Linked DNA regions of Mus musculus: regions 2, 3, 4, 5, 6 and 7 are each linked to region 1. Evidence: chromatin contacts called from public ChIA-PET and HiChIP or PLAC-seq data. All regions are on one chromosome and are shown on one strand. Each heading gives the region's core, a stretch centred on a gene start, on an enhancer-like site or on the middle of the called end of the contact. The rest is flanking DNA. Distances are from core to core; before and after follow the strand shown.

Region 1 (3,088 bases), core at 295-2,794:
TTGCCTAGACGGGCTGGTGAGTCCACTCAGGGATTTATTTTATCAGTCTCTTCCTCCCCTCCACCTGGATTCCAGTCCTCAGCCATAAACAGGCACCAAAAGCTCCACCCTCTATGCCATCTCCCAGGGCTCTTCTGCTTACTTTGTCTGAGAGAGGAGGTCTTACTAAGTCACTCTGATAGCTGCCTGACTTTGTATCCCCTGCCTTAGTCTTCCCAGTAGCAGGGGTTACCTGCTGTCCTTTTAGCTGTATTTTTAAGATGCGAAAATCTAGATTAGTAATACTGACACTCTCCATTTAGATATTAGTCATGTTAATACTAAACTGGATCTAAGAGAGTACAAAAAAAAATGCTAGAGATATACCCATACAAGTTGAATGTCAACCCCTAGAATTAGCTTTCAAAACTAAGGGTGCCAGGAGGAGTCAGTGAACAAGCAAATCTGTGTATCATCTGAGTTTAGGTCACAGGCCTATTCGGGATCACTCTGGTGCTCTGTTTCTTTGCCTATGTAAAATTCTTCACAATCAAAGACAAAGCAAACAGAGTTGTTTGATTCCAAATCCTGTGCCACATACATCTATATGTTGGCGCTTACTCTAATAGAGAGAAGCTCTGTTGAAGGTATTAGCGTTCCCAAATAGCAAAAGCTGAACTAGACCCTGGCGCAGAGAGCACCCGGGACGCAAGAGAATTACTTCCAGGAAACCAAAGTGCCCCGGTGCAAATAAATGCAAAGCCGGTGGTAAAGCTCGTCTTCGCGCAAAAACAGCCGGAGACTATCTCACAGGTATAAACGAGGAAGGAGCGTCACAAATTAGCCCAGAGATGGCCAAGACTCGAAAGATAGAGGTATGTAAGGATGTAAGAAAATGGACACACGGGGATCTAGAATCAGCACAAGTCTGGAGTGATCAGCAGGGAAGAATGAAGGTGGCACTGGGGCAGGAATTTGCACGTGCGCTCCCGGAACGCCAGGGAATGTGGGGTTTGCCCCGGCGTCAGAGCCGGCACAGCCTGCGTGGGTGGAGACCGCGGTGTGATCTAGAGTGAAGAGAAGTGAGGAGTGGGCAAAAAAGCCACTGAGACATGGCGAGGAGATGTGCAACAGTTAGGGACCCTTGCGTGTGATGCAAAGGCAAGCGCGCAGGCAAGAAAAGACTCAAGTGGGAGGAGGTGAGGGCCGCGACCAGAAGCCACCCTCCCCACGGGCAGTGGGAAGATCAAAGGCCGCATAGGCAGGAGACAAACTGAGTTTGGAGAGGCCGTGAGGGAAGCCTGGGATAGGGTTCTCGGGGCAGGCCCAGGCCGCCAGGACCCCAGCTACCTTGAGGGCTTCCAGCCGGTAGCGCTGGGTAGAGCTGGGGTCCATCATGACCGTCACCGCTTTCACTAGCTCCTCGCACAGCGCGTTCACTTGCTCCATCTCCATGGCTAGAGCCGGGAACCCCACCGGCGTCCCGGGAGCACGAGGTTACGCACAGTTCCCCTGGCGGGACCACACGTTGATACCGGGCCGCGGCGGGCTGGGGGTGGGGAAACGGGAGGGAGGAGCGTGAGTCCCAGAAGTTGGAGCTGGGAAGAACCCAGCGCTGCGCATGCGCCGGAGCCGCCACGGCGCATGCGCGCGCGGAAGTGGCCGCTTCGGGTGACGGCCGCGCCTGGCGGGGCGGGGCTGGGGAACGGAAGTTCCGCGGTGCGCAGGCGCGTCAACCGTCCCTCGCGGCGCGCGCGGTGCTGAACTCCAAATTTCCTCTGGGCTTGCTGTGGGGCGTAAACCTGCAGGCTGGAAGGGCTGTTGGCTCGGCGGGAGCCTAGGGCTACCTACTCGGATCTGTGTTATCAGATTACACTCACTTGCTCCTGGGAAGGCGACGACGACATCTAGACGCTGTCATTGGACTCCGCCCGGAGCCCGCAGCTTCGCTCTTGGCAGTTTTGACAGGTGTCGCCTTGGTAAGGACATTAAAACACGGCTCGGGATCGCTATATCGGATGGCTTTTGAAGCCTTGGCTGTCGCTTTTACTTGGGGGTGACTGGGCCGAAATGAAAAGCATGCTTACTGGGAGAGAAGGCTCTAAGAGTGTCTCTAAGGAGAGTTTTCTTGTAGAAAGAGTTTTTCTTGTAATTTTTAAACCTTCCTCTTCACTGGTCCATATTTTCTCGTGCGTCTTACTACACGACCGACTCCCAAACGTGCTTTTGTACAGAATGGGATGAACTGAGATGTTGGAAAACGCATCCCAACTATACCTCTGGGAGGCTGAGGCAGGAGGATTGCTTCCAGTTTGAGGCCAGACTGAGCTGCAAAGTGAGACCCTGCCTCACGAAACAAAACCCATCCCAAATTTACGTAGTCTTTTACGTTTTGGCATTGTGCAGACTTTGCCAATACATAAAAGTACGAAAGGAACACATAAAAGACTTAAGGCTGTATCATCTCTTATCCTGCATATGTTTTAGGAGGTGTTTTTCCACTTAGTAAATTGTTGCCCTTAAATCACAGCTTCGCTTCCAGTTTTACCTCTGATATTTATATTGAATATGGTACTTATCCTGTATTGATTGCGACAATACATTTGCCACCTTCTAGCTTTATCTGTTCCAGTACTACAGAAAAGCCACGCCAGAGCACAAGGACGCCTGACTTAAGTGTAAAAGGTTTCTAAACGTACGATCATTTTGTTTTAGGTGAGGGGCGAGATTTGTAAGGTGTTAATGCTTTGAACATTCAGTATCTTCTTAATTATTTTCTTTACAGTAATTTTGCAGCTTTGTAGTAGTAGTTGCTTGGCACTGTTTTCAATGTGATTGTTTATTTGAAAAATAACTGTTTAAAGTTACAGTTGGGTGCTAGCTCACTCATCTGTATAACCTGTTTCTTGTATTTAAATCATGAATTTCCTGTGTTTCTGTAAAGTATTATTTGTGATAGGCCATTGGTATGCAAAGCTACTGCACATTGGAATTGTCTCGAGAGCCTTTAAGACTGTCTGCGTCATCTCAGCGTTTGGTGGGAGGAGCAAGCAGCTCGGGGCTCATCCTTGGATGCAGAGCAAGTTTTGAGGCCGATTTGGACTACATG
Region 2 (3,088 bases), core at 429-2,928, 810 kb before region 1:
GTAGTAGGCAGAGGTAGGAGCTAACTGGAAAGGGCTAGGACTTTTGAAACCTGAAAGCCCTCCCCTAGTGACACACCTCCTCCACACAGTTCCACCAGTGGGGAAGCAAGCATTTAAATATATGAGCCCCTTGAAGGGCCATTCTCATCCAGACCGCCACACACGCTCTTCCAGGGTCCCACTCCTGACTTTAGCTCATCTAATGCCTTTGTGTTCCCTAACCACAAAGGTACCACCATTTTGTGCTCTTCTCTTTGGCTACCAGGCTTTTAAGACAATGGCCCCCCCAAGTAATAGGAGTTGGAAAAGGCTGGGGAGTCTGGCATCAACCAGAGCTTGAGCTTGCCTCCCAGAAAGAGGTGTCTTACAGTTTCTACAACTTGCAAGAGAGACTGGAGTCAAGATAATGATGGACCAGCGATGGACTAGGACCACACCTTGACCAGGGCTGCCCTTTCTTTAAAACTAAACCTCATGTCAGGACTCTGAAAGGTAGTGAACTTGAGGGTGGGCAGATGGTCACTGGACCTTTTTGTCCCTCTCCCCAATGTGGCTATATCGAATAAGTCTCCTTTCTCTGTCTCTTCATTATTGCTTATCTCTTTAATTGTTATATTGAGGATATATGCTTGAGCCTAGCTTGTTAGAGCCGCAGGTTCCAAGGTCTAACCCTAACAACTCCAGTACAAGATACCAGCCTCTTCCTACAGGGCAATTAGGGTTTGTCTGGTCATCTGTGAGAGCCTAATCTTCTCCACGAAGATAATTTAAAAGATATTCAAATACATGTCACAAATTACAGTCAGTGTATATAAGCCTCCAATCGGTCTGCTTTTAGATCTGCTTCTGTCAGTATAGTCTTAAAGCAATGCAGCTAAAAAAAAAAAAATATCCAGTATTTCTTCTGTTGCTTTGTGGCCTGCCATTGAACCTTAAAGTCTTTTTTTTTTTTTTTTTTTTTTTTTTTTCCTTGACCTTTTGAGAAACTGCAAAAAACAATGGCAGTCGCAGCTCTAGCCCTGGCTCTCCCTCCGCGCAGCCGCAGGAGTAGGCAGGCTGGACGCGGAAGTAAGCGCGTGCTTCCAGGGTTGTCTGACTCTGAGAGTTGGTCTTTAAGTTGATTCGTTGGACGCCTTTTCTGATGCAACAAGACTTAAGGAAAGAAAAGGATATATATCAATCAATGGTCATAAATTAAATGTCTTGCAATTGTACCTTAAAACTTTTCAAAATCTCGGTACTAAATACACCTCGGTGACTAGTGCCAGGATGACAAGGCATTAGAACCTCCGGGATAGAACGCGCGATTCATTCATTCTTTTGACAATTGAGGGTTTATCAGATACCAGACTTTTGACAGACAGCTGTGTGTCTATCGCGCCAGGAATGATTATTCTTGGTGCTGGGGAGATAAAAAAAAAATGACAAGAATAAATAGGACTAAGAGACTAAGACGAGATCTCAAACGTTATTTCGTTCTTCTGGTGTCAAGCCCCTCTCACGGATTCTAAATTGTCTTTTTCCAGGCTTCCGCCAGGGGATGGACTACAACTCCCATGATACTCGTGTGCCGCTCCTTATTAGAGGCTTCGCTTCTCTCCCTGGCCGCTCAGGGGACGACTACAGTACCCAGAATGCCCTGCTCCCTCGCTTGGGTGTTTTTGCCCCTCTCTTGGCGTTGAACGCGGTAGTGGCTGTCCGGAGTGCCAGGCCTGGGGTTCTCGGTGTCCTTCCCCCGGTCACGGGCGAGGAGGCGACTTGACTTCTGGGCGCCGAGCCCGGGCGCGCGCGCAAGCGGCTGCCGTCCCCGCTGCAGGTTCGCGTCCCGCTTTGCTCCTCGCGCATCTCGGCTCGGCGGCAGCCCGGACGGCCCGGGACTGACGGCCCCAGGACAGGGGTGACCGTCGCGGCTGCGGGAGCAGAGGCGAAGCTGAGGCCCGGGGAGAGGCGACAGCGGCGAGAGCACCCGGGGAGAGGAGGAGGAGAGAAGATGGCGTCGGAGATGGAGCCCGAGGTGCAGGCCATCGACCGCAGTTTGCTGGAATGTTCTGCCGAAGAGATCGCAGGGGTGAGTGCGGGAGCCCGGGAGGGCTACGTCCGGCCCTCGTAGGCCGCGCCCCGGGGGAGGAACAGAGTCCTGGGAATCCCGGAGCCCGCCACTGACTTCGGCTAACAGCGGCGCTGGCCATGTCCCGTGGGGAAAAGGACCCAGGAGGCCATCGAGCCTGCTCCGCGCCTTCGGTGCTCAGATCCTCCTTATACGCGGCGACTCTTACTACAGAGCTTTCATTATCCCTAATTAGCTTCACTCTCCATTAAGTCTACAACACTTGGGTTTTTGCCCTATATGCTGGCTGTTGGAAGATGGGAGCGAGCGGCTTCCTAACGTTGTCGTATAAGCGCCCTACTTTACCTTCTGATGCCATTTCTTAGGATAAGCGGAGCAGTGTCTGCGCCGAAGGATTCTATCCTCTCCCAGCTCCAACTTTGTTGCTGGGGGGCGGGGAGGGGAGTTTACCCAGGCTGCAGGCAGCACAGTCCAACATTACCCCCTCGGTGCTTTTTTAAAAAGTTGTTTTGCACTTGTTTATTTCGTTAGATGGTAACCTTGGTGCCTGTGTGTAATGTAGTGGTGCCTCGACACGTTTGCTAAGCATGGAGGCTGGCAGATTTAAAAAAAAAAATACATAATTTTTCTAGGAGTTGGGAAAAGTTGGACGGAGAACAAACGTTATATAACTTTGAAAAAGCAGCTTTGGTGAACAGATGCAAGCTCATTAATGATAGCGTTGATCACAGCCTATCAGGAACCCTTAGGCCCTAAACTTAAGCCATTCAGACACAGTAAAGACTTAAAATGTAGTATCAACAAGCGCCGATACAAGTAGCAAAGTTACAAAGACAACAACTTTCAACAAACTCAGCGTCATCTTTTGCCAGTGAGGGCAGGGGACACCTATCAGAACAGATTGTCCACGGTGACTGTAAATAGCTCAGACAATTGGGAGCCTAGTCTCAGAGGCCTCCAGTTGAAAAAGCTCCCAGGAAATGAGTGACTCTTTATTTAACACATCATCACACAGGATGT
Region 3 (3,088 bases), core at 339-2,838, 760 kb before region 1:
TACCTTCTCAGCCATCTGTCCTCCCCTCATCCACAATTTTGGGAGACCCAAAACACTGGCTGGAATCTACAGCAGACATCAGTGGATATCTCTAGTTTATTGGTTTATTCATGCTAAGATAGTATTAACTAAAAGCCCATACCAGCTCCAACCACACAGGAAGGCACACACTTGTGCTTACACAAACCCATGCTTTTTTCTTGCAGTGGGGAAATGATCAGGAAGCCATACCCATCAGAGCTTATTTACCTAATATAATTAATTATCGTTTTAGATCTATTACTACCATAATGTGAAATGCAGGCGAGAGATGTTCGACAAGGACATAGTGATGCTTCAGGTAATGAGTTAAAAACCCTGACTTCAGGGCTGTGGGGAGGCCTGGTCTTGTTTTACTGAGTCAGTCACCTAACACTCACTTGCAGATCTCTGAATCCTACCTGCTCTGTCTACTAACACTCCCCACTCAAGGCCAACAGCCTGCAGAATGCTTCCCCCAGTCTCCAGATCAGGGTCAGACTCAGCATGCCAGATGCAGCTGCTACAGTCAGACAGACAGCTGGCTAGACAGACAGACAGACAGCTCAGTGCTTAAGAGCTTTGCTGCTCATAAAGGAGCCGAGTTCTTTTTCCAGCACCACAGCAGGCAGCCACAACCACGGGGACTCCAGCTCCTTTCTGGTCTCTGTAGGCACAGCACTCATGTGGCAGACACTGGCACGCATAACCGTAAATTCTAAAAAATAAACAGACTGGCTTGGTGGTGCACGCAGAGACAGGCAGATCTCTGAGTTCGAAGGCAGTGTGCTTACATAGTGAGACCCTGACTCAACAGACTTAATAGCAGCAGCAGCACCAAAAGATAGGTGCTATGGATATGGTCCAGCACTGGCTGCTCTTCCAGAGAACTCTACTTCAGTTCCTAGCTGTTGAGTCCAGTTTGATTTAGAACTTTTAAAAATGGCATTAAGAGAAAAGAAGCTATCGTTTTATGTAATGGAGTGCTTACCACAAAAGGGTCTCAGTAACAGAATACGTATGTACATACTAGGGGCTTAATTGATATTCCTCTCAGTTCCTAGTAGGCAGTGAACTCTGATAGGAAACTGCAGCGAAATTCATAGCCGTGTCCTTCAGTGGACTGAGACAGGAAAGGAGCCGAACTGCCTGTGTGGTTCTCCTGGGGTTCAGTTTTAAGGGAGGTTTCTTTGTGTGGATTGTTTGACCTGCTTAGATTCCTGTCCCCTCTTGGCAGCCACATGATATAGGGTGTGGCTAAGTAGGTGTCCATTTTTTCTTCAAATTGGTGGTCAAATAAGCTGTTTTCTTGTGCAACCTTAAACATCTCTCACTAACACTGAGTGTCCCTTCTGACCTTCCTCTTCTCCTTTGTCTCAAACAAACAAAAAAGACAGGTGTCTCCATGATGGACCCAAACCACTTCCTGATGATCATGCTCAGCCGCTTTGAACTCTATCAGCTCTTCAGCACGCCTGACTATGGGAAGAGATTCAGTTCTGAGGTTACCCATAAGGTAAGAGCCTGTGTCACAACGCCCACGTGTCCTGTATGTGTGAGGGACAGCAGTGGGCGTGTTCTCACCTCTGCACTTGCCCCTCCTCCCACAGGACGTCGTTCAGCAGAACAACACTCTGATCGAAGAGATGCTCTACCTCATCATCATGCTTGTGGGTGAGTGCACACCGCCTTGATGTGGGCCTGGCGATGGCAGCAGGGCGCTGAGCTTGCTCGATCAGTCATGGGAAGAGAACGGGCACACAGCCCTTCACACACACACACCCCAGAAAGAGGAAGGGGTGCAATGGCCGAAACAGATGAACTGAAAGGCTGTATTTGGGCCAAGGGTGGAGGGAGACTGGCACAGCTTGGGAACACATTGTGAGCAGAGAGTTGCTAGGACTAAAATCTTCGCTTTGTTTCTTCTCTCTTGGTTCTTGGTTTAAATGTCTTCTTGACTCCAAAGACAGCAACCACAGGTTAATGAAGACCAGTGACTCAGAGACGTCTGTTTATTACCTACGTCTCCTGTTCGCTTGGCCCTGCTTTCCCAGTTCTTTGATCCCTTCTGCTCTGTCATTCCCCCACTGTTCAGACCTTCTGTGGCCGTAAAGTAGCCAATCCAGTGGGCAGAGGTGGCCCTAATGAAGAGGGTCTCAGAGTGATACCAGCCTGTCCTAGACAGAAGCACAGAGGAGGAAAGGGTGTGACTTCCACTGGTCCCGTCGTACTTCTGGTCCTTCTCCAAAGCAGCCATGAAACCTTAAGTCGGTGCATCAGACTCAGTATAAACGGGAACTGCTATTGCCTTCCAAACCAGCCTTTATTTTCCCACAGAGTGACCCAGACAGAGGATGGATTCTGTTGCAAGAACTGGAAATCTGTACACATAAGTACATGGGTCCATTAAATGTGTGCATCTACCTTTCATTTTGGACAGGAGAAAGATTCAACCCTGGGGTTGGACAGGTGGCTGCCACAGATGAAATCAAGAGGGAGATTATCCATCAGTTGAGCATCAAGCCTATGGCTCACAGTGAGCTGGTGAAGTCTCTGCCTGAAGATGTAAGTGTCCACAGTTAAGAAACCCGGAAGCTGCTCCTCCCCAGCAGTGTGTGCACTTCCCCCCTGGGTGCAAGCTACAGTTCTAAGATGGCTATTCCATCTGGAAAGGAGAACACTGGGAACAGTGACTAGGGAGCAGAGCTGAGCTAGAGAGAACTCTGAAGAATGTGGTGCTTAGAGCTAAGTGGTTTTGTCCACAGAGCAGGGGCATATTAGGGTCTGTCTGACCCCAAGGAGTGCAGGTGACGCTTTCACCTGAGGGAGGAGGTATCCACTCGAACTTGAGTAAACACACATTCTCAGGGCTTTTTCCTTACTCCAGTGCAGAAGAGTCTCTTGGTTGGTTGGTTGGTTGGTTGGTTGGTTTGGTTTTCATTTTAAAGAGGGTTTCTCTGTGTAGCCCTGACTGTCCTGAAACTTTCTCTGTAGTTCAGGCTGGCCTCAAACTTAGAGATCTGCCTGCCTCTGCCTCCCTGGGGCCAGGCTTAAAGGCATGCACCACTAT
Region 4 (3,088 bases), core at 291-2,790, 710 kb after region 1:
GAACCTGAACTTTGAGTCGCTAAGGAAGCAGTCTTATGCCAAGCTACATTCCCAGACCTTTGTTTGACTTCATTAATTTTTACACCTTAAAACATTTATTTGTTTGTTTGTTTAAATGTGTGTATGTGGAATTTGTGGAGGTCAGAGGACAACCCGAAGGGGTCAATTCTTTCCTCTTACCGTGAATGCTGGGATGGTATGTATTTCCCCAGCTGGGTGGCAGGTGTCTTTATCTGCTGAGCCATCTTGTAGGCCCTAATTTCACTTTCAAGAAAAAGACTTATCAGAGTTGTTTCTCACACAAAACTTAGTGAGCAGATTTTAAAATTTATACTATGACACAGTAAATAACATACTGAGATGCAAACTCTCAAATATGGCCAAAATAAAATTTAATTTCTATGCACGGAAAACGCTCCATTTTACCCCCAGTGAATTGACATTGTCCTCTTTGGCATAATAGGTGAGTATATTGAACTACCAATATTTAGTATATTTTACCCAGCACCTGAACTTTTATCTACTTTTTGTCCCCCACCACACACACACAAGGTATAAAATGGCCTCCCGATGTTGATAGGACAATTAAATCTATAACATAGTCCACCCTGCCCTAAGAGTGCCAAGGCAAGTCCAGTGCCCACATAGAAACCAGAGCATAGCTATGTGTGCCCGTGACTCACTGTCTAGCTGGAAGAAGAAAAATGGCGGGGCCCAGGGAGATGAGTCAGTGGATAAATCACTTGTCGTGAATGTGTGAGGACCAGAGTTTAGATCTGCAGAACCCACTTAAAAGTCAGGCGGTGTGGATCCACCTGCAATCCCAGCAGTCAGAGGCAGATGGAAACTTCCTGGGACAAGCTGGTTAGCAAGACAAACAGGGTCTGCAAGAGACTCTGCGTCAATAAAATGAGAACAGGGAGAAGGCATGGGACGTCATTCAGGTCTCCGCGCCCAAACACACACAGGTAGCAATCCTCTCCCGCACATGTGTGCCACACAGTGATGGCCACGTCTCAAAGGAATAAGACAGAAATTGAAAAAGGAAGGCAGCCATAGTCCTCTGGCTTCTGCATACCCATGGCACCCCTGCCTACCATAGTTGCCACCAAATAATTTAATATATAATGTAATGGGAAACGTGCCTAGATGAATTCTTGGGTGGACTTCCCAGCGATTATAAACTTTTTTATGTATATAATTAATTTTGTAATTGTACAAAAATCTAAACCACAGAATATGTACTATTTACTATTTTAACTTTCTTTTTCTTTCCTTTCTTTTGAGCCTCACTCAGGTAGCTCTCGCTGGCCTACGTCTGACGACTACACAGACTAGGCTGGCCTTGAACTTTACTGATCCTCCTGCTCCTGTCTTTTGAGCCCTGGGATCACACGCAGGTGCCATCATCCCCGACATCATCAGCATCAGCATCAATTTTGAGACTGTTATTTTAAGGCAGGGTCTCAAGTAGGCCAAGCTGACCGCAAACTTTCTATGTAGCCGAGGTTGAGTGGTTGAGCTTCTGAACATCCTGTATGTGTGTTTAGGTGTCTGTGTGTATGCACACATGAGTACCGGGGCGCAAGCCAGAAGAGGATGTCTGTCTGATCCCGAGACAGGAGTCGGAAGCTGTGGTTACAGCTGTGAGCTACCTCGCTCATGTGCTGGGAACCCAACCTAGTTCTCTACGAGAGCAGCAGGTGCTCTTCCCGGCTGAGCCATCTTTGCAGCCCTTGTTTCAACGGCTTTAAAATGTCCACTCATATTACTGTGCCACAGTCAACCACTACCCATCTCCATACTGAAGCACTGTGTCCTCTGAACACCTGCCAGTCCCTGGCAACCACTGATCCACTTCCTGTCTCTGTGACTGCGGCCCTTCCAGGTGTGGACATTTGATGTGGTGCAGACTGGCTGTTACCCTGAACAAGTGTGACACCGATCTGGTTTCTTTATACATTAGTGCTCACCTGCGTGATGGCTGGCCGTGCACAGCCAACCGTGGTGCCGTTAGGACTGTCCCGGTGGGTTTTGCTCTTATTAACTGTCACCACTGGGGAAAGCTGCTATTCAGCTGATGTTCTGACTCCCACCATGGTCCCTGGCATAGGTACGAGGAACTGCCAAGTACATAGCTAACTGTCTGCGGTCGCAGGAGTAAGTGGATGTGGGTGTGGGTAGTGGTGATAGGGCCTCCACGCAGTGAGCGCAGTCTTTCAGGCTCTTTCTGAAGCAGCTGCCTCTGTTGTGATGGTTTTGGAATCTTACTTCATTATTTCATCTGCTCTGAAAGATACTCCTCTCTCTGTCTCTGTCTTTCTCTGTGTCTCTCTCTAACTCTCTTTGTTTCTCTCTCCCGCTGTATACCTCTCACTCTGACTCTTTCTCTCTCTGTGTCTCTCTCTCTGTGTCTCTCTCTCCGTGTGTGTGTGTGTGTGTGTGTGAGAGAGAGAGAGAGAGAGAGAGAGAGAGAGAGAGAAATAGAGAGAAAGATCACAACCATTCAGAACTCCAGCTCCTTATGATCTGGTACTCTCTTCTGGCATAACCACATAACACACACACACACACACATACACACACACACACACATACACACACACACACATACACACACACACACACACATACACACACACACACACATACACACACACACACACACATACATACACACACACACACACACACACATACACACACACACACACACACACACACACACACACACACACCTTATCTTAAAAATACACTTCGAGAGCCGGGCGTGGTGGTACACATGAGGCCAGCCTGGTCTACAAAGTGAGTTCCAGGACAGCCAGGGCTATGCAGAGAAACCCTGTCTCGAACCCCCTCCCCCACAAAATTCACTTCGAGCAGGTAGACCTGTTTCTTTTCTGTCATCACCTTTACCTGAAATCTGAAGTGCGTTTTGCTGGCCAGAATGAACACCGGGCTGTTTATGGGCTCATTTCATCTTCTGGAGAAAGATACTGAAAGGTCCTGAGCTTTTCTGGAAAATGAAGAAGCAGAATAAAGTTTGAGAGGACTGCAGTCTTTTAGCAGAATATGTCCCAGTCTATTC
Region 5 (3,088 bases), core at 421-2,920, 700 kb after region 1:
AAGTTCCCAGGCCATGCTACAAGCTTCCTCCTGTAGGCAAAACCACCACGGGGGGTGGAGAGATGTGACATTGGGGCCACCCAAGATCATGAGGCCAAGACAAAAACCATTCCCACTACCCACCCTAGTTTCAGATCAAGCCATGTCCATTTCTGCCTTGAGTTTTTCCTGTCCCCATTCTTACAAGCCTACCTTCTTTCCAGACCCAGATGAATTCTATCTTCTCCTTAAGCCTCTCAACCCACACACCCTGACCTGGGGACTTCATGTCCAATGACAATCTCAATACAGCTGCCTGGCTATCTGCTCAGCTAACTTTTAAATAGCCATTAAGCAGGAGACAACCCCTTCCTTCAATCAGCGAAGTGAGGCATATTCTTTCCTATTGGATGTCGTGTGTGTATGTGTGTGCCCGTGCCCGTGTATGTGTGGTGTACACACCTGTAACATGTGGACATGTGCTTGTGAAAGTCAAAGGACAACTATGGGTGACTGTACTTAGGAGCTAATTTTTGTTTAAAACAGGGTCTCTCATTAGCTTGGGACTTTGATGTTGGCCAGACTAGCTTGTCTGTGAACTTCTTCAGGGATCTGTTTCCATCTCCCATCTGGCCATTCCAGCATCATAGGCACACACCGTTAGCCCGCACTTTAAATTCGAGTTCTGGGGAATCCACAAGCACTTTACCAACCCAGTCATCTTTCTGTCTCCCCTATAACACACTGTGTTTAGCTCTTGGTCACAACATCCAGCACTCAGGGTTCAAAGACTTTAACTCTAGAGCTCCCTGGAAACTCACCTTAAAATATTCACCCCCGAAAGCCCAGTTGCCAAGCATCTCGAAAAACGTATGATGAGAGAGATCACGCCCCACATCCTCCAGGTCGTTATGGCGTCCTCCAGCCCTGACACACTTCTGGCTATTAACTACACGTCGGAAGCCTGCCATCTCACTTCGTGGATCCACTGTGCCCAGGAAGATGGGCTTGAACTAGAAGCACATAAAAGTCAGGAAGGGTAGAGAAGAGGTAAATGAACTTAAACAAGAGACTCTGCCTAGTAAAAAGTAGTAAAATTTACAGATAAGGGAAGTGGTTGGACAGAATCAAAGCTTCAAGAATATTACCAAGCACCTAGCAGGAGTGCAATAAATGTCTACTCAATGGATGAATTTTATTTATTTAAATAGTCTTCCACTCAGAGCCTGCCCCTCAGGACTTCACAGCTGCTATCCAGAGATAATAAACTTAATTTCTCCCCACAAGTTTCCAAGCTAATTCCCCAAGACCTAACCAGGCCCCCACCCCATTTTACCCAGCCTCTCTTCCACTCAGAGTTCCGCCCCTCACTTTTTTGGTCCAATCCTGAAGCGCTTTTCTCAGGCTGACTCCCGAGCTCCGCCCCCGATCGGTGTGGCCCCGCCCCTACCTGGTTCATGCCTGCATTGACGAAAAGCAGGCTGGGGTCGCCGCGCGGCCTCACGGTAGCGGAGGGCACGAGCCGGTGGCCGTGGCGATCTCGGAAGAAGCTCAGGAAGGCGTCCCGCACGGCCGCTCCGTGGGGTGGACCGGGCTCGGTTGAGAAAGGCTGCCATGGGCACGACCTCCCAATGGCTCGCCGCAGCTTACCGGCTGCGGCAGCCAACGCCACCGCCATCTTAGCTCCGGGCAACGGCTTCGCGGGGTCAAAGAGTGACGTTCGAAAGGACGCCTAGTGTTTCCTACAGCGGCCCCTGGCGGGTGGAAGACTTGGGGGGGGGGCAAGTCTCAGCTTCTAGTGAAAGTGTTTCCCCAAGAAGGGGACTTCTTCCCCTGGCGAGCGGCTCAGCATACCGTAACTTTGCATAGAGTAGGCCCTTAATTCATCCAGGATTGAACAGATAATTATAAAAAGATCATTACATGCTAGGCTGTATTTTGAACGTTAGTAGCAATATTAACACAATGCCTCTGCTTCCAAAATCTGTATTCTGGCAGTAATGGTTGTTGTGCTATTGATTTTGTGGAGTTGCAAAGGAACAGGTGTGGGTGCAATTCGGTGCGTGGACCGTGTGGTTTGTGCTGATCCAGGCTGAAGAGTGCCAAGGGATCGTGAGTATTCAAGAGGTGGTCAAGAACCCTGCGTAAGTGCCAGGCACTGCTCTAAGACCTTGCCAGGTCCTCTTCTGCCCTCGGTTTGCAGAGCCACTTTGTCCTTAGGGACTGAAGCAGGTTCTTTGGAGCAGGAGTCTGGTGGAGACACAGAAGCCAGACTGCATCTGCTCCATTATTAATTGCTTAATGACATTTGGTCTTTTAATTTGCTTGGGGATGAGAGAATCCAGGTCGACAGGTCAGGACAAAGCTGTTGGCTGAGAGCTGTGGCGATGGCTTTCCATGAGCCTCCCAGGGCCCTGAGGCTTTGAATTTTGCTGAGAGAAAAGAGATACCTGTCCTGGCAGGCCCAGTCCCCTTGACTTCCTTTCTATGGTAACAGACCTTGTGGGTGCAGCTAGACAGCTCAAGGACTTCTCATGATGACCTTGCTTGACCTTTAGTCTGGGAAAGTTAGCAGATCTAGGAAGAGAAAGGGATTTGCCAAGTTTAAGACCCAACAGAGCAGTGGTTCTCACCCTGTGGGTTGCAACCACATAGGGTTGCATATCATTCATTTACATTACGATTTGTAACAATAGCAAAATTACAGTTATGAAGTAGCAATGAAATAATTCTATGGTTAGGGGCCATCACAACATGAGGAACTGTTTTAAAGGGTTGAAGCATTAGGAAGGTTGAGAGCCACTGCACTAGAGGTTACAGAACTGAGGTCTTTGTGGTCAGAAGGACAGCCTTGGCCACCCAGGGGGCTCTTTTGGCCACCAGTCTTTGTGTGTTATTTGGGTCTTTTGAACTTTTGAAGCACAGCTTCTTTTCGGGGAATACATAGTCTATTTTGGACTTGAGTTTCTATAGCAATAGTGAATTCTGACAAGCCTGTATATCTATCCCGTGATCCTCTGCCTTCTCTTTTCCATGTAGGTTAAAGGTGTTGTTCTGCCTCTTTTGGTTTCCTCCAGGGTGTTTGGAACAGAAACCTGAAGCCAGATGG
Region 6 (3,088 bases), core at 349-2,848, 650 kb after region 1:
TCCTGGCCTAAGGGTTGTGACTGGCGCCTGAAATACAAAAGGCCTCTCTCCTGCTCACAGGATGGAGACTATCTTTGCTAGTACCCAACCAAGACCCCTACATCTCCAACAAGCAGGTCAGGACAGGTACCCCCTGCATCCCAGCGTCTCTCTCATCTAGCTAGCACTCCAGCTGCCCCTGCTCTAACACCCACAAAGCCCAGTCACCTCTTCTGCACTTGACACCTACACACTTGATAGCCTCACAGTCCAGCTGCACCTGATTCCAGCTGGACCTAAGGGAGAAAAGGGAGATCAAGAGATGGGACAGCAAGAAGAATTTGGGGAGCTCAGGAGGTAACTGTTGGGGAGGCTGAGGCCAAGCCATTACTTCCCTTTTCTCAGCAGAGGAGGAAGTGAGCTGGGGCAGCCAGCTGCCTATCCTGTTTGTTGGGGGCAAAAATTCTCAGTCTAGTCCCTCTTTTGGAACCACTTTCAAATGGGCATCCAGGTAGCACCGTTAATCCAGGCTTCCTGAGCTCAGATGACAACCTGTAATCCTGGTGTAGTCTTTTTTCCCCCCTCTGGTTAGGGTGTTCTGAAGTTAGGCATTGGTATCCCAAATATTGAGCAAACAGGGACATTCCTTCCCCCAACAAGAAAAACAAAAACTGAATTGGTTGCGGGGGAATTCCTCTTCCCAGGAGTGGGTCACTAGTAGATTTTCAAGACTGTGGCTGGTGTTCTAGGTTACAAGGGCACTGCTATCCTGTCCACTCCCAAAAGAGGTGATGATGTCTGGTTTTTGGTCTGAACCTGGCTACAGCTTAAAAGCAAGTTGCAAGTTAAGTTTGGAGTTTGGAGAAGGAGGCTGGCCCTTCCAGGGCAGGTGCTGTGAGGGTCTATCCTCTCGGGTGATGAAGTGGTGGTGGTAGCCCAGCCAGTTGCAGCTCGGAGGGGGGCTCTAACTGAACATCTTATCTCAGCCTAGCCAGTTTACTCACGTGTCTCCATCCTCAGAGATGTATGTGAGCGCCTCGAGTTGCTGAGGGCTCAGCACCCCCGCGGGGGGCAGCGGCGATCCTGGGGCGGGAGGGCTTGGATCCTTGGCTTCGGGTCTCTCCAGTAAGGGGAAGGATTCAGTGAGAGAGGAGGAGGCATAAGTGGAGTCCGCTCGCTCTCCATCCGCATCTTCTTTCTCTGGTTCCTTGTGGGTCTCCGGAGCATGTCTCCAAGGCTGTGGGCAGCCGCTTTGGGATGATCCGGAGCCTGGGGCCGCAGTAGGTTCAGGCAGGGAGCGTAGAGAGCGCAGCGACTCTATGCCAGAGTCACACTGGCTATCATCCGCCTCGTCCGGCCCCTTCCGCGCATCCGACATGCCGGCCGCGCCAGCCCGGGGTCCAGGGTCCAGCGGGATCTAACTCTGAGGTGTGCAAAAGCGAGCTTTTCCGGGTTTGTGTGACCGCCTAACAGAACCAGAGTCACTCTCCGAGCGGCTTCATTACCTGCCTGTGCAGGCGCGGGGAGCGGATGAGAAAAGCGAGAGGTCCAGGGCGCCGGCCAGGTCCACCGCAGCGGGTGCTTTGGGCAGCTGAACGGTCCCTAGTTAGGTCTTCTCTGTCGCCCCGCCCCCGGACCCAAGAAGTGGCCCGCAGCCACTGCCACGCCCACAGCCCCGCCCTCAAAGGAGCTTCCGGGTAGAGCCCCGCCCCTCCGGAATCCCCCTGTTTGCTGCTTGCGTAGGCAGGGAGTCTCTGGTTACCAGTCTTGACTCACTCCTGCGTGGATTGTTTCGCCCATTCATTCATTCACTCATTCTTCCCCTTCCCTTTTATTTCATTCACTAATTCCGTGCATTTGTTTGTTCCTTCTTTTTAGTTCCGTGGTGTCTTCATTCATTTATTCATTCAATTGTTTAAAAAGTGTATTTTTAAAAAACTTTTCTGCATAAACCGGCTACTTTGTGGGGAGTTTGTGTAGGTTGGTGGTGGTGGTGGGGTGTCTTAGCGTTTCTATTGCTGCAATGAAATACCCTGACCAAAAAGCAAATTGGGGAGAGAAGGTTTTATTCGGCTTATACTTCAAGATCATAATCCATTATCAAAGGAAGTCAGGACAAAACTGAAACAGGACATGATCCTGGAGGGAGAAGCTGATGCAGAGGCCATGGGGAGCGTCTTGCACACTGGCTTGCTCCCCATGGCTTGCTCAGCCTGCTTTCTTATAGAACCCAGGAATACCAGCCCAGGGATGGCATCATGCACAATGGGATGGGGTGGGCCTTCCCCATCAGTCACTAATTAAGAAAGAGGCTTACAGCTGGATCTTATGGAGGCATTTTAACCGAGGTTCCCTCTTTTCAGATGACGCTGGCTCCCATCAAGTTGCCTGACTAGCCAGCACAGATGGGGAAGGGGTGGTGATGGTGGCTCTGCTTGCTATCCTCTGCCTATTTTTTTCTCAACTTCTCTTGCCTTTTCACTTATTTTCAATCAGTGCTCAGGGGGATTGGTAAGAGAGAGTGCATCTATTATCTTCAGGGGAGCAGCTTTTCCCTGGGAAACCTTCATAGACAGTTCTGGGTCAACTCCCCTGATGATAGACTTGGCAGGAGGATGTGATCTGGGGAAGTGGGTTTTCTAGGGAGGACTTATCTCACAAGCCTTGGTGGTCATGGGGTTTCTTCTTCCTTGCAGGGTGTGCACTGGCCTTTGGTAGGTACAGGAGATGGCTGCCCCCAGCAGTCAAAGAAGTTTAGTTCCTCACAGTGGAGCCAGGGTGGGGAGGCCCCTGACACTACTGAAGTTTCCACCCTAGCCCTGAAGTCTTTCCCCTCCCTTCTTGCTTTTCTTCAACATGACTAGGGTTTGAGAGAACACCACCCACAGGCGATCCCTGAGATGGAGCATCTTGCTGCTCTTTTCTTGGGGCTAGCAATGCCCTTAGAAGACCATTGCCAACCATAGGAACAGCTTCATTGCATCCTTGGTACTGGGGGATGGGGGAGCTAGCAGAGATAGCTATTATGAGCCATTCTCTTCTGCCTCCCCCCCCAAAAAAACCTTATTTTCTTCATCCATTCACTCGTTTGCAAACATATGGAGCCACT
Region 7 (3,088 bases), core at 315-2,814, 610 kb after region 1:
GGGACCCTTACCACTTCGTCTGTCCACTTCCAGCTCACTTTGCACACAAGGGCTCCCAGCCTGACCATGCCTAGTCGATCTCTCCCACAGCTGTGCCAGCTATGGTAACAGAGCCAGACTTGGGAAGGGAAAGAGGGGGTGAGGTGTGTGTGTGTGGGGGGGGGCAACGGAAGAAGGGAGGCAAAGGCAGGGAGAGACAGACCAGACAAACAGGGCAGGGATCTGGCGTTGTGGACAGACATGAGGCTACTCTTAAGCCATGGGATAGTGCCCAGAAAAATACCACCCAAGCCTGACTTCCTGCCCTCTGTTTGCTTAGTGCTAGTGGGGAGATGTGTCATCTCTGTGGGAGCAGGAAGGCTGTATACGCCCCCACCAGAGCAGCTTGAGAGAACCCACTGTCCTACAGAGTCAGCTACCTCCTAAGGGCTCAGTCGTCCTCTGGGGAGACTGAGTGCGTCTTTTCCCTACGATGTTAGCACTGGTAATTGTTAATTAGCTCCAATGGTTTCTCTGGAGCACAGGTTCCTTAGGGAGGTGGGGTGAGACAGGCAATCTGGATGGGATGTTCTTGCCTCAGGACCCTCCCCAACTTCTGGGATACATCAGTAGGGAGTGCTACTGTAGGGGGTCCCTCCTCCTTTGTACCCCAGCGGGGGGGGGGGGGGGAAGGAAGGAAGGGGAGGGGTATGAATGGTAAGAGGCTCAGCAAGGCTTCTAGCCCCGAGGGTTATCTTGGGATGGGACATGGGACAGTGAAATGCTGGCTAGGACAAAGATGTGCAGGATGTGAGGCCTTTCTTCCTGGCTCCCCTTTCTCCGGTCTCCAGCTGTGTTTCAGTTTTCTTAGAGGCCTCAGGGCTGTCCTCTTATGCCTTCATAAAGGAGCCTTCAAGGCAACATGGGGATGGGGGGGGGAGAGATGCTGTTTGTGTGGTGTGCGGCGAGTCTGAGGGCAGGAGAGAGAAAACAAAACACCTCCAGCGTCTGGGTTCCAGAACGCTCAAATCTGAGGTATCCCAGAAAGTCTTCTTGAAGGGAAAAGGAGGAGTGGAAAGGAAAAAGGATGTATTAGAAGGGTGTGTGTGTGTGTGTGTGTGTGAGGGGGTTGCTAGCAGTAAAACGGTGGAGTGTGAATAATGGCGTGGGCGGGGTTCGGAGAGGGATAACGGAACACCTGAGGTGGAGCGTGGCTTGTGGGGGCGTCTGGACCTGGGTGAGCAGAGGGCCTGTCTGTGCAAGAGTCCCGCCGTGGAATGTGTAGGAGTTAGGAGCGCAGGGCCAGCGCGGAAATTAGGGGTACGCAGTGGGGGGCCCGTGCCCCCCTCCCAGGCTCGCGTGTCCGGGTGACAGTTGGGAAGGGTCCAAAGACGTGCTCCGCCATCGAAGCCAGCAGCCCTGGCGGCCCTAGGCGTAGGGTCTCTGACTGGGAGCCGGTGAACTGTTGAGGGGGCGGCGAGGAGCCTGGGGGCGGGGCTGTCGCCGGGAGGAGGTGGCTCCCACGGGCCCGGGGCGGACCCAGCAGAGGGCGGGTTTGAAAGCGCTCGGGCGGGCGCGGGAAGCGCTGGCCAAGCGCGCAGATTTCGTCGCCGGAGGTGTCCTTCTCCAGCAGGTGCTCGTAGGGCTTGGGTGGGACATGTTGGGGACTCCGGGGTAGAGAGTGGAGTGTCCGGCTTGCCAGGAGGGAAAAGGAGGCCCGGTCTGCCAGCTCCGAGGCCGCGACAGGGACTTTGGGGTGCGGCCCCCACGCGGCGCGTGCAGAGCAGCGCCAGCACGTGGCGCGCATGGGCCTGGCTCTGGGTAGGGGGACTCTCCTTTTGTGGGGACCAGGGCGGAGCTGGGCCCAAGACAGCCTGGCTTCTGGGCCTGGAAGCGACTGTCGCTGTGTTGACTTCCGCAGAGGATCGGCGTGTGGGTAGTTCAATGCTACAGTCCTGTGTGAACTAGAGGGAGGGGTTGTGTTGCCTTCTGCCCCGAGGCAGGAGGATGGGGAATGCGGGAATACAAATGGACGTGAAGGGAGCTAGCTGGCCATTTACAGACTAAACTCCTGTTCCTGGCCTCCCTTTCCTGGGCGAGTCCTCATTTACTCTACGCGGAGAGTGAACGTGTGACAAGATAAAGGACTGACGCGCACACCCAGGCTTCCTTTGGATGAAGGCTCTCTCCACCCCTGCACCTTATACCCCATTCGGGTCCTCTTGCCAAGCCTGAGCCAACCCCCTCTTCTCCATTAACCCTCCTTCCGTCCTGTTCCTCTTGTCCTGCTTGTGTGACCTTTGCATACAATAATATATGCGTGGTGGAATGGTTGTGAGTTGTCATGACTCTGAAACTAATGTTATGTGAAAGAATGGCCTGAATCTCCCACTTGTTTTAACCCTTTAATTGGAGCACTGTTGCCTTCCTGGAAGCCTACACGAATAGCTGAGGAGCCTTGTTAATTTTGCCTTCCCCACTTGAGAAGGAATCTAGAATGATCGGTACATTGAGTATTGATGCTGTCACCCCCATTCACCAGCTCTGCGGGCTTTCTCAAGTGATGGAGCCTCTTTAAACCTCAATCGCCCTAACTGTTTAGTAGAAACGGGGCAGCTGGAAGAGGGGCATCCTCAGATTTCAAGAGAAGATTCCGATGTAGCAGAAACTAGGCTGAGAAACTGAGCTATGTGAGAGGACCCTTAGGACGCAGGAAGGCCTCAGATGGGCGATAGCTTTCAGGGCCTCTCCATCTCGGCAGGTCAAGGCATGGCTGAAATGATACCAGAGGCCCTGAACTGCTATCAGATCTCTACTGGGACAAAAGTAAAGAAAGCCCCTAAGCAGCAAATGGAATGTTTGGATGTGGGTGGAACCCGAGAGGTGGGAATTTCTGCAAGGGGAGAAGTGATGTGTGTGTGTGTGTGTGTGTGTGTGTGTGTGTGTGTGTGTGTGTATATGTATGTGTATACTTGTCCAAGCCTAAGCCAGTTTTATGATGGAAGAGTTAGCCTCCCTCTGGCTTGTGGCTGTATTCACTTTTGCTGGTGCATGGGAGAGGTGTGGGGTGCTCGGTGGAGAATTAGCTATGTTTTGATGGGGTCCCTTC

The links. ChIA-PET counts read pairs in DNA pulled down with a chosen protein or histone mark. HiChIP or PLAC-seq counts read pairs in DNA pulled down with a chosen protein or histone mark.
Region 2: a FOXA1 HiChIP or PLAC-seq map of pancreatic cancer cells shows a contact between it and region 1. The contact joins the promoter of Ubr2 here to the promoter of Xpo5 in region 1. A contact is called at or near these places in 2 of 115 datasets of contacts at active chromatin or transcription factors (memory CD8 T cells and pancreatic cancer cells).
Region 3: an RNA polymerase II ChIA-PET map of memory CD8 T cells shows a contact between it and region 1, with 10 read pairs. The contact joins the enhancer-like site here to the promoter of Xpo5 in region 1. A contact is called at or near these places in 3 of 484 Hi-C or Micro-C datasets (cerebellum, cortical neurons and granulosa cells) and 6 of 115 datasets of contacts at active chromatin or transcription factors (astrocytes, embryonic stem cells, forebrain and 3 more).
Region 4: an RNA polymerase II ChIA-PET map of memory CD8 T cells shows a contact between it and region 1, with 14 read pairs. The contact joins the enhancer-like site here to the promoter of Xpo5 in region 1. A contact is called at or near these places in 5 of 39 promoter capture datasets (the 3T3-L1 cell line, 3T3-L1-derived adipocytes, the C10 cell line and 2 more), 1 of 115 datasets of contacts at active chromatin or transcription factors (memory CD8 T cells) and 2 of 9 other capture datasets (adipose tissue and liver).
Region 5: a contact with region 1 is called in an H3K4me3 HiChIP or PLAC-seq map of pro-B cells, with 3 times the contacts expected there. The contact joins the promoter of Aars2 here to the promoter of Xpo5 in region 1. A contact is called at or near these places in 4 of 115 datasets of contacts at active chromatin or transcription factors (bone marrow-derived macrophages, double positive thymocytes, memory CD8 T cells and 1 more) and 3 of 9 other capture datasets (adipose tissue, embryonic stem cells and liver).
Region 6: an RNA polymerase II ChIA-PET map of memory CD8 T cells shows a contact between it and region 1, with 51 read pairs. The contact joins the promoter of Nfkbie here to the promoter of Xpo5 in region 1. A contact is called at or near these places in 14 of 39 promoter capture datasets (the 3T3-L1 cell line, the C10 cell line, the HPC-7 cell line and 8 more), 3 of 484 Hi-C or Micro-C datasets (B cells, neutrophils and pro-B cells) and 5 of 115 datasets of contacts at active chromatin or transcription factors (bone marrow-derived macrophages, embryonic stem cells, large pre-B cells and 2 more).
Region 7: a contact with region 1 is called in an RNA polymerase II ChIA-PET map of memory CD8 T cells, with 14 read pairs. The contact joins the promoter of Slc29a1 here to the promoter of Xpo5 in region 1. A contact is called at or near these places in 6 of 39 promoter capture datasets (the C10 cell line, the SN4741 cell line, cranial neural crest and 3 more) and 11 of 115 datasets of contacts at active chromatin or transcription factors (astrocytes, bone marrow-derived macrophages, craniofacial prominence and 7 more).

Annotation. Positions count from the first base shown.
Region 1 is chr17:46,201,267-46,204,354 of GRCm38.p6, reverse strand. Xpo5 (exportin 5) reads right to left here and starts at 1,544. Exons shown (of 32, transcript NM_028198.3): 1 at 1,330-1,544. The coding sequence starts at 1,434. Polh (polymerase (DNA directed), eta (RAD 30 related)) reads left to right here and starts at 1,714. Exons shown (of 11, transcript NM_030715.4): 1 at 1,714-1,958.
Region 2 is chr17:47,009,122-47,012,209 of GRCm38.p6, reverse strand. It overlaps Ubr2 (ubiquitin protein ligase E3 component n-recognin 2), which reads left to right and starts at 1,678. Exons shown (of 47, transcript NM_146078.3): 1 at 1,678-2,068. The coding sequence starts at 1,991.
Region 3 is chr17:46,965,636-46,968,723 of GRCm38.p6, reverse strand. Ubr2 (ubiquitin protein ligase E3 component n-recognin 2) reads left to right here. Exons shown (of 47, transcript NM_146078.3): 18 at 275-340; 19 at 1,412-1,534; 20 at 1,629-1,692; 21 at 2,459-2,583. Among named protein-coding and RNA genes, the nearest start is that of Ubr2, 43 kb to the left of the region's middle. Within about 2 kb of position 1,588, at least 24 of the 459 cell types and tissues checked have an H3K27ac peak or open chromatin away from gene starts, as enhancers often do. A contact at or near this core is called in memory CD8 T cells, where this site is marked.
Region 4 is chr17:45,487,568-45,490,655 of GRCm38.p6, reverse strand. No RefSeq gene overlaps it. Among named protein-coding and RNA genes, the nearest start is that of Spats1, 14 kb to the right of the region's middle. Within about 2 kb of position 1,540, at least 33 of the 459 cell types and tissues checked have an H3K27ac peak or open chromatin away from gene starts, as enhancers often do. A contact at or near this core is called in memory CD8 T cells, where this site is marked.
Region 5 is chr17:45,505,423-45,508,510 of GRCm38.p6, reverse strand. It overlaps Aars2 (alanyl-tRNA synthetase 2, mitochondrial), which reads right to left and starts at 1,670. Exons shown (of 22, transcript NM_198608.2): 1 at 1,430-1,670; 2 at 801-992; 3 at 1-30. The coding sequence starts at 1,657.
Region 6 is chr17:45,554,210-45,557,297 of GRCm38.p6, reverse strand. Nfkbie (nuclear factor of kappa light polypeptide gene enhancer in B cells inhibitor, epsilon) reads right to left here and starts at 1,598. Exons shown (of 6, transcript NM_008690.4): 1 at 984-1,598. The coding sequence starts at 1,357.
Region 7 is chr17:45,594,006-45,597,093 of GRCm38.p6, reverse strand. Slc29a1 (solute carrier family 29 (nucleoside transporters), member 1) reads left to right here and starts at 1,564. Exons shown (of 14, transcript NM_001357771.2): 1 at 1,564-1,612.